Linked DNA regions of Mus musculus: region 1 is linked to region 2. Evidence: chromatin contacts called from public promoter capture Hi-C data. All regions are on one chromosome and are shown on one strand. Each heading gives the region's core, a stretch centred on a gene start, on an enhancer-like site or on the middle of the called end of the contact. The rest is flanking DNA. Distances are from core to core; before and after follow the strand shown.

Region 1 (4,829 bases), core at 2,313-4,812, 250 kb after region 2:
TGGAGTGTCTGTTGATTAATATATAATTTCAGAGTTAATTATTAATTAATCATTTCAGAAAGCAAATTGCTTATTTATTGTTGGTGAGAGTCCAGAGCAATGAAGGCACTGAGGAAATCAATGTGGAGGCCTCTCAACAAAACCAAACACAGCTACTCCATATTGTACACCACTGGATCATAAATGATTAGCACATACCCAACAACAGACTCCACATTCTACCACACAGATGCTTGGACATACATATATGCATGTACATATACACGGATGTGCAGTGTCCCCTCTGTTGCTCAGCAAGCCTCCAGTCAGCATCGCTTTAGAGAAGTGGTTTTAAAAGCTTCGTGGCTGACCAAGAAGTTATGCCTGTATGTTGTTGAACAAAATTGCTTCAAAGTTACATGTAGTAGCGGTGGGAGGTGATCGGCTTCGCTTCAGTGCGGTGTGATTTTATTTTACCCTTGCACTCACCACAGTATCTGATGATTGAAAGGGGAGAGAGACACACACAGAGACAGAGAGATCATTTTTATACTATTAAAAAAATATGCATCCAGGGCTAACTGAGCAAAGAAAGTGAAGATTATTTCTGTTTGGAAACCGTGACAAAGACTGGCATAGTCCTTGCTGCGAATTCTTCATATGACTATAGATAACACTGCCACTACTGCCTGGTTTCTCTGCACATCCTTTAACCCTTTGAGCCCTTGCTGCATATAATTTACTCTGATGATTCCTTTCCAGATCTTCTGTACCGCTCTATTTTCTGATCTGCAATTCCAGTGTTAATAATTGATTTTTGGTGTGTGCCCACATGTGCATGCATGTGTCCCCCCCCCCACACACACACACTTTATTCAGCTTTAAAGAAAATGAAATCCTGAAAGCTGCAGGAAAATTGAAGTGGAATATATTATACTAAGTGAGGTTACTCTGCTGGCTAGTTTCATGTCAACTTGACACAAGCGAAAGTCATCCGAGAGGAGGGAACTTACTTCAGTTAAGAAAATGTCTCCATCAGATAGGGCTGTAGGCAAGCCTGGAAGCGTTTTTCTTAATTAGTGATTGATGTGGGAGGGCCCAGTGCATTGTGGGTGGTGCCATCCCTGGGCTGGTGGTCCTGGGGTCTATATGAAAGTAGGCTGAGCAAGCCATGAGGAGTAAGACAGTAAGCAGCACCCGTCCATGGCCTCCGCATCAGCTCCTGCCTCCAGGTCCTTGCCCTGCTTGAGTTCCTGCCCCAAGCTCCTTCACTAATGAACAGCAATATGGAAACGTAAGGCAAATAAACCCTTTCATCCTGAACTTGCTTTTGGTCGTGGTGTTTCATCACAGCAAGAGAAACTCTAACTTAGACAGGCTCAGAAAGAAAAATGCATGCTCTTCCTGGTGTGTGGCTCATAGCCTCTGGCTGCTGAATATGTATATTGAGTTAGGAATAAGTGTGAGCAGAGGCCAGGAAACAAGAAAGGGGCTCACAAGACAGAGTTAAAAGAAGCTGTTGGGTCTGAAGACAGCTACAGTGTACTCATATAAATAAAAAAATAAATCTAAAGAAAAAGAAAAAAAAGAAAGAATGGAGGCCACACGTGGTAGTGAGCTCCTTAAAACCCAGGTCACAGGAAATCCTTCAAAAATGACCAAGAGAGGGTCTGAAAGCTGTGCGTTCACATGTGTGAGTGTGAGGGTTCAATGTTGGGGACAGAGTCCACAGCTTCTTATATTCCGGCGAGTTTTATGTTAACCTTTAAACCCTTTATTTTTTAAAATACTCATGAGTTCACTACCTTTCTCAGGTTAGGTACAGGAAGATACATCATACCCTAAAGATTCCTTTTTACTTTATTTTATCCATGTCAATGTTGGCCTGTATGTATGTATGCATGTATGTGCATTACATGCACGCCTTGTGTACTCAGAGACCAGGAGAAGACATCAGATCCCATGGACAAGCATGGTTGTGAGCTGCCATGTGGTGACAGGAACTCAGTTTGGAAGAGGGAAAAGGGCTCTTACAACTCAGCCATTTCTTCATTCCTCCTTTATGTCTTTTACTTGGTTTTCTTTATTAAAAGTGGAGGTGGGGTGACCTGATCTGGTATTAGATGAGGGAAAAGGACTGAAGCCTTGAGGGCCAGCAGAAAGAATGGAAACAGGAGATAGGAGGTTGGGGGTGGGGGGGGCTCCAGAATGTACCAGAGACCTGGCAGGTGAAAGACTTTCAGGACTCAAAGGGAGGGACTTTTGATGAAATGCCCGATAGTAGGGAGAGGGAACTTATAGAGCCCACCTCCAGCAGGAAGACAGGGCATCAAGTGAGGGAGGGGGTTGCCATCCCACAGTCACAACTCTGACCCATAATTGTTTCTGTCTAAAAGAATTGCAGGAATGGAAATGGAGAGGAACCTGAGGAAAAGAAGGTCCAGTGACAGGCCCAAAGTGGGACCCAGCCCAAGGGGAGATCCCAAGACCTGACACTATTACTGAGACTATGGAGCGCTCACAAAAAGGGACCTAGCATGACCACACTCCTGAAGACCCAACAAGCAGCTGAAAGAGTCAGATGTAGATATTTGCACCCAACCAATGGACAGAAGCTGCTGACCCCTGTGGTTGAATTAGGGAAAGGCTGAAAGAAGCTGAGGAGAAGGGTGATCCTGTAGTAGGACCAGCTCAATTAATCTGGACCCCTGAGATCTCTCCAACACTGCACCACCAACCAGGCAGCATACACCAGCTCATAGGAGGCCCCCAACACACATACAGTAGAGGACTGTTGGGTCTGTGTTCACTCAGAGATGATGCACCTAACCCTCAAGAGACTGGAGGCTCCAGGGAGTTTAGAGGCCAGGTGGGGACATCCACGTGGAGACAGAGGATGGGGAGGAGGTGTGGAATGTGGAGCAGTAGGAGGGTAGACAGGGGGAAACGGGGGAAGGGGAGAATAAAGTATGGAGTGTAAAAAAATTAATTAATTTAAAAATATTTTACTTGACTAAATTTGCATCGATATAACTCTTGAAGCGTTTTTCAGATCCATCGCTTTGTTACCTTCTAGTTCCTGTGTGCACATGTGTGTATTTTGTTGCATATATACATAACATGTATTTTTTTTTGAAGCAGCATCTCATCTAGTCTGTGTGAACCTCAAGCATGTTATACATCAGAGGATAACCTTGAACTCCTGGTCCTCCCAATGTTGAGATAGTAGGCATGGCCAGATATTTATATATCTGATTAATTTTTAGTTTTCATTTTCTGCGTTTACTTCCTGTAGGACGTCTTAGTTTGACCTAAGAAGGAAACATTGGCATAAAGGACCCGCGTTCTGAACTACTGTAAACGCCGTTTCTCTGGCTTTACATTTGTTTAGTTCGTGGGTGGGAGGTAATGGGCAAACAAACAAACATCCTGATGTTGCCAAGAAAACGGTGGATTTCCAAGTATCTGACGCACACATAAACACGTGTCCGTTTTTTCCTGTTTTAGGCATCACAATAGAAACGCCTGGCTCCAGGGAGGCTGCGGCACTGACTGGTGTGTGCCTGAAGCCCGCTTCTGCACAGGAAGTGACCGCGGGTGGTCCCAAGCCTGCCTTGCTCTCTTTCCTGAAACAGATCAGATGCTCTCCAGCAGATTCCTCTCTGTTTCCTCCTCTATAGGCGGAGGAGGAGCGAGCGAGTCGTCCTGTCTGCCCCTCTATGCAGAAGGTGAAGCAGAGGTGAGCATATTTTCCTTTTTCCAGCATTTTCCTTTTCCCACGGCGGCCACGATAGTTTCCACAAGTGGTTTTTTTAGTGAGCGGAAAATACACTTTAAAATCCTGTAACAAATTTTTCAAAACTCAGCGCATGGCAAAATCCTAGCCAGCTGTGACCTTTCTCACTATCCCCCACATGCCTCAACCTTTCTTTCTACCTCACTGGATATTTTATTCTGGTAATCCATGGTCTAAGGTGGAATGGATAAAAGGAAAAGTCTGGTTCAGACTTCAGAATCAGAATGCCAACGTAAACAAGAAAAAGTCAGAGAACTTTGAATAATCAAGCCCTTTAGCTCAAGTTTAACCCACGCCAAATGTCAATGAAGATGAAGGCCACAAGATGAACTTGTTCGTGTTGCTGAGAACTACAGTGTCCTTTGTTTCCTTCCCTTAGCCCGATGTGAATGGACGGCTGCTGCCCGTAAGTGAATTCTATATTCTAAAAGACGTCGGAATGCTCCCCAGCCCCAAGAACAATAAGCCACGGACAGGAAATGAAATATGAAGCAAAGCCAAAACCCTTACTACAGCTTTGTTTTATTAAGCTCTGTGCTCATGAGATACTGTCAGCCACGATGAAATGTGACTTTTCTAAACGTTATCATTTAATGACGCAGAGGATGCAAAAATAAAACAAGCCATGCCCAGATGCTGATGGCAGAACAAGTGGAAGTGGGCATTATAGCTACATTGACGTGATGACATTTCCATACTCAGTGCCGAAAGCTGGCCAGCTCTCAGGGTTCTTTTTAGAGACTTTCAAGGCCAGCTCCTATGACCACAGAAGTAGATCACTTATCTGTCTGTAGGTGAAACTGTCATCCAATAACAATCCAAAACTTCATCTGAACACACTGATTTAGTTCTCATTATCATTAACTAAAAACAGTATGAGGATGTTAAACATTGAAGGATATAGAGTTAGGAGTCCCAAGAGAGCCTAGGCAGTCAGTAACAGTGTAGCAGTGAAAATGAAACTCCCTGTGTAAGAACAAGGCCTTTCCACTCCAGACCACGGCACTCTGTCTGCACAGAGGCTCCAAGTGGAAAAGTACTGAACTTGCCCGCT
Region 2 (4,945 bases), core at 2,145-4,644:
GTAATTACATTTGTAACATTCTGTTTAATCCATCCATAGCTTGAACTTATTTAAAAACATATTTATTGAGTTCATACCAATTGCTGTGCTAGGTTTTTTGATGTGGGTGTGGATAAGGCATGAGCAAAGCCCTAAACATTCACATTTCTGTGGAAAGCCAAGCACAGAACATAAGGGGAAGACACGAAACTGCCAGATACCAGTGAATTAATCAAATCAGCCAGGCATCTATGCCATCTCCACCCCTCCGGACTTTGTGTGCATGTGTGAGTGTAAAAGTGAGTGTACATGTGCATATTAATGTGTGTGCAAGTGTGTATGTGTGCATGTGAATGTATATATGTGTATGAGTGTGTGTATGTGTGTCTGAGTGTGTGTATGTATATGTGTGTGAGTATGTGTTTGAGTGTATGTATGTAAGTGTGTGTGTGTGTGTGTGTGTGTGTGATGCTGAAATTTTAATGTTATTAATGTTATTTCACTGAGCTATATCTCCAGCTCTAAATTCCCTTTCTAGGTTCATGGTGGAAATTAAGCAATGCTGTTGGACAGGAAAACAGGTCATGTTTAGGGTCTACTAGTAAAGTCTACATATGGCTTAGTGACCTTGACTAGAGATATACAAATACTTGCTCACCCAAAAATACATAATAAAAGGCATTTTCTGTTATTAGCCTACATCTATCCTTGTTTCCAAGCCAATGGAATCCCATTTGCTTGGCTTCTTTGGTTTCAGGGGTGTAGAATATACCCTTGGATTCTGTGATTGACAAATGATTATCCTAAACTAATTTACCAATTTCAACTAGGGTGAGTTATATGATGTTCAAAAGTTGGCAACTGGTTTAGGAATGGTTGTGGGGTCCAGTTTTAGCCAATGAGACAACACAGAGAATGCTTAGGGATGCTTCTGGAAAAGTTCTTTCTTTCCTTATAGAGGAGAGACAAGCCTTGCTGGCATCCCTTGCTCCCCCCTGGAGCATACCCTGATATTGCAGGCGAAACAGGCACACTGTGACCAAGAGCAAAGAACCAGGATGAAAGCGTCTGCTAAGTATTATGGGTATGAAAAGATGGTGTGAGCTATGGTCTCCCGGGATGTCATTGAGCAGCAAGGCGAGCCCAGGGCCTTCTGCTTCCATGTTCAGACTTTTGTGTGAGAAGTCTTCTGTTACTCACTGGCTGAAGCATCCCTAACTGATATGGTGCACTGGTCAGGTTTAATATACCCGTTGACATAATTGAACATTGGAAACTCATTATTTACCTACCAAATACTTCCTGATGAACATCAGGTATCAGAACCAGTGTGGAATAAGAACAAGAAGAGGAGATTCTAAACGCAGGTGTGATCTGTAATCTCTGTCATTGTATTGGCTGGATTGAGAAATACCCAGAAAGAGCCCACTGACTGTATCAGTCAGGCTGTTTCCAGAGAGGTTAACGGAGGACGGAAGTCCCACCCCGAGTGGAGGTTGAACCACATCAGAGGCTGCCATCCTGAGCTGAGTAAAGCACAAAACAATCAGCACCCGCATTCACGGCTCTCGACCTTTGCTGCAGGCACACTGTGAACTTCCGCTTCACGCTGCAGGCACACTGTGAACTTCCGCTTCACGCCGCAGGCACACTGTGAACTTCCGCTTCACGCTCCTGACCTGTGTGTTCCCTGCCAGGGTGGATTGCATCTTCAAACTGTGAGTCAAAATAACTTTGTCGTTCCTTGAGACATTTCTGTCAGGCATTTTATCAGAACACTGAGAACTGTAGTTATAGGAAATAAGATAAAATATAGGCCCCATTTGGTATCAGTACAATCAAAGCGAACAAATACAGGACCAAGGAGACCTTGTTTACTTGAGCTTCCAATAAAAACAAACAAACAAACAAACAAATCCTTGCTTTACTCAAGTCCAGCACAGAACAAGACTGCACTTCTCCAGGCTTTGTGTGCTCCATGAACCAAGCACTCGGAGGGAGGGATTATCATCCGGTTTGGAGCTTTGATTCCTGGGGCAGTTTTAGCAATTTAGAGTTTGCACCCTCACTTACAGAAAAACATTGGTGTAAAATGAGCGTAGTGATTTAACCTTAGAATAAAAAATGTGTTGGGGACAATGAGTGAGCTCTGAGATGTACATCAGAGCGCTTGCAAACCCCTGACCAGTCTTGCGCACTGGATAAGGCCCTGAAGCAAGCAGGCTTTTTATAAGGTCGCCACACATATTCTTAGTGTCCTGAGAGGGGGAGCTGCCCACCCTTTGCTATGCCAGAAAGTTAAATAATCCATTAGTTTATTTATTTATTATGAATTATTTGTAAGATATTATGAAATTTAACCAAGTCATTTCTGAAGCCTTGTTCACTGCCATCTTTAACCCCCTGCTTTGTTTTTCCTGGGCTTTGCGTCTGAATCCTTTTCTGGCGTTTTCTCTTCATCCTCTTCAATTCCTCATTGAAGGCGCTCCCTTGGCTTAATATTTAGAAATGTCTTATTAGTATACTCATCAACACGAAAATGTATCAAAGAGCCAGATTTCTTTTCTGATTTCAATTACATACCTGTGGTCTTAAACCTCTCTTTTGCTTTGGGGTATATTTTCCTACCTTACAGCCACTTTCTTCTGCTTATAACTGGCAGCTAAGTTAGCCTAGGATACGGTTTATGGTGCTTTGTTTTCTTTCCCAGAATCTTCAACGCCTTTAAACCGAGTAACCTTATCTTTGCCTTTATTCAATGGTCGGCCTGCGTTTCAACTTCCCTTTCCTCCCTTATCTCAAGCTATTCTCTGAAAAAGCCCTACTCAGGTTAAATCGCTCTTCCGGGTGGCCCTTCAAGCACGGGCCATTTCTTCCTTACCAAAAGCAAGAGCACATTTTTTTTTTCCTTACCACGAGTGTTGTGTGTTTGCTGAGATTTCTCTCAGCACTGAACGCCATCCAAACGTCATCATTTTGCCATATGTACTTCCACACAACGTTCTCTAGTCCTGTCCACACCATTTGGGGGTCACATTTTGTTTGTTGACTGGCACTTTTTAAAATTGCTACTTGATTGGTCTGTTTTTCGTCCCAAGTGTCTGAGTTTCGAGAAAAGGAGGGCGTGGCACAGCGCGTGCGCAAACCTGTCTATACAGTACCTTGAGTTTAACAAAACTCAGAAATGCCAGAAGCCTTCCCCCAAGGGTTGAAGTCTCTCGCTCTCAAAGGAGACTTGGTCAGGTCAGGGGCAGGTTGATTAATAGGATCTGAGTTAAATGGCATGGAACCTGTAAGCCTGGCTGTGTGCAGTCTGACTAAGTGAGCTCTCGTGGTACACATCATTGAGGCTAGCTCAGGGAGAACACGAGATAGCAGACAAGAGTGGCACACATTTTTTTTTACTTACCAGATGTAGCACCACTTCTCCCCAACAGGTGGCGCTGGTTCTCTGTAACATTTTGTTCTCGCCCCTCCTCTCTCTTCCCCTCCCCTTTCCTCCCCTGCCTCTCTTCTTGTGTCATCTCTTCTCCCTTCCCTTTACTCCCTCTCTTGCTTTCTTCCCCCACTCCATGGGCAAGCATTTTAAATAACCAGATTGCGATTTGTTTTCCACTTTGAGTTTAACATCTCTCATGCTGGGCACTGGTTTTCATTTATTATCACAAATCTACCTCCTGGCGAGTATAATCGGTGCGGCCATTATCCCATACTGTCTTGGCGTTGACCCTGCCAGTTAGTAAGGTCTCTGCCACTAATTGCGATGTGACAAGAACCAGTCTCAGTCTCAATGTTAGAAGATGCCAGAGGAGTCACAGAACAGACTTTTGTAGGTGTGTGTATGTGAGTGTGTATAAGTGTGTGTGTATGGTGTATGTGTGGTGTAATGTATGTGTGCATGAGTGTGTGTATGTGTAAGTGTAAACATGAATGTGCGTGTATGGTATGTGGTGTGGTATGTGAATGTGTATGGTGTGTGTGTGTATGAGTGTGTGTTGTGTGAGTATGTGTTGTATGTGTGAGTGTGTGCATAAAAATTTGTGTGGTATGTTTGTGTGGTGTGTATGAGTATGTGTTGTGTGCGTGTGTGTGTGTGTGTGTGTGTGTGTTGCTTGTGTGTTATATGTATAAGATGTATGTTGTATGTGTTGTGTGTGTGTTGTTTGTGTGTTATATGTATGAGATGTATGTTGTATGTGTGAGTGTGTGTTGTGTGACTGTGTATGTGTGTGGTGTGTGAATGTATGTGTGAGTATGAGTGTGTCTGTGGTGTATGTGAGTGTGTGTATGTGTATGAGAGTGTGTATGAGTGTGTAAGTCTATACAAAAAGGATTTTGTAGAGGATTTTGTCTCATTTTTCTTTGTAGTATCTGGCCCCTGCTAAGTCCTCAGTAAGTATTTATTGAGAAAGTAAAACCTGGAATGAAAGAAAGGAAGAGATGAAGGACAGGAAGCAGGAGGCGCTTTACAGACTGAGCTGTGTCTTCACCTCTTCCCAATACGTTAATTACAATTTATATTGTCTCAAAATGTGATGGATCTCAGCACGATGATGAAGCTAAAAATGAAGCTTTTAGAATGACCTTAATGCAACCTTACTGAGGTACCCCATAAGGAGATGAACCTACACAGATGCCAGGGCACACTGGAAGTGAATGCAGAGAAAGAAAACCATCTGTGAGCCGAAGAGCAGGCCTGGGGAGCCCGAGAGAATAAGTATTTTTATAACCTACAGCTTTTGCTGAGTAGAGTCTGACTCCCAAGGGACTCCTCCCATTGTCCCACTGTGAAGTGCAGACTCTTTCGTGGCAACGCCTTTATTAACACAACTGCCTCACGTGCCACTCTGAGTTCACACTCATCTTCTTGCCAGACCAGGAGTTTTTCATGTTCTTAGGCTTTGCCATTTGCCTTCTGGGCTCACTATAAATCTGACTGCAAACGGCGAGCAGTAACCCTGCCACC

What was found. Promoter capture Hi-C pulls out the DNA fragments that hold promoters and counts their contacts.
Region 1: a contact with region 2 is called in a promoter capture Hi-C map of liver, with 2.5 times the contacts expected there. The contact joins two enhancer-like sites. A contact is called at or near these places in 1 of 39 promoter capture datasets (liver), 1 of 484 Hi-C or Micro-C datasets (bone marrow-derived macrophages) and 1 of 9 other capture datasets (embryonic stem cells).

Annotation. Positions count from the first base shown.
Region 1 is chr10:21,665,604-21,670,432 of GRCm38.p6, forward strand. No RefSeq gene overlaps it. Among named protein-coding and RNA genes, the nearest start is that of Gm5420, 23 kb to the right of the region's middle. Within about 2 kb of position 3,563, at least 47 of the 459 cell types and tissues checked have an H3K27ac peak or open chromatin away from gene starts, as enhancers often do. A contact at or near this core is called in liver, where this site is marked.
Region 2 is chr10:21,417,822-21,422,766 of GRCm38.p6, forward strand. No RefSeq gene overlaps it. Among named protein-coding and RNA genes, the nearest start is that of Aldh8a1, 43 kb to the left of the region's middle. Within about 2 kb of position 3,395, at least 11 of the 459 cell types and tissues checked have an H3K27ac peak or open chromatin away from gene starts, as enhancers often do. A contact at or near this core is called in liver, where this site is marked.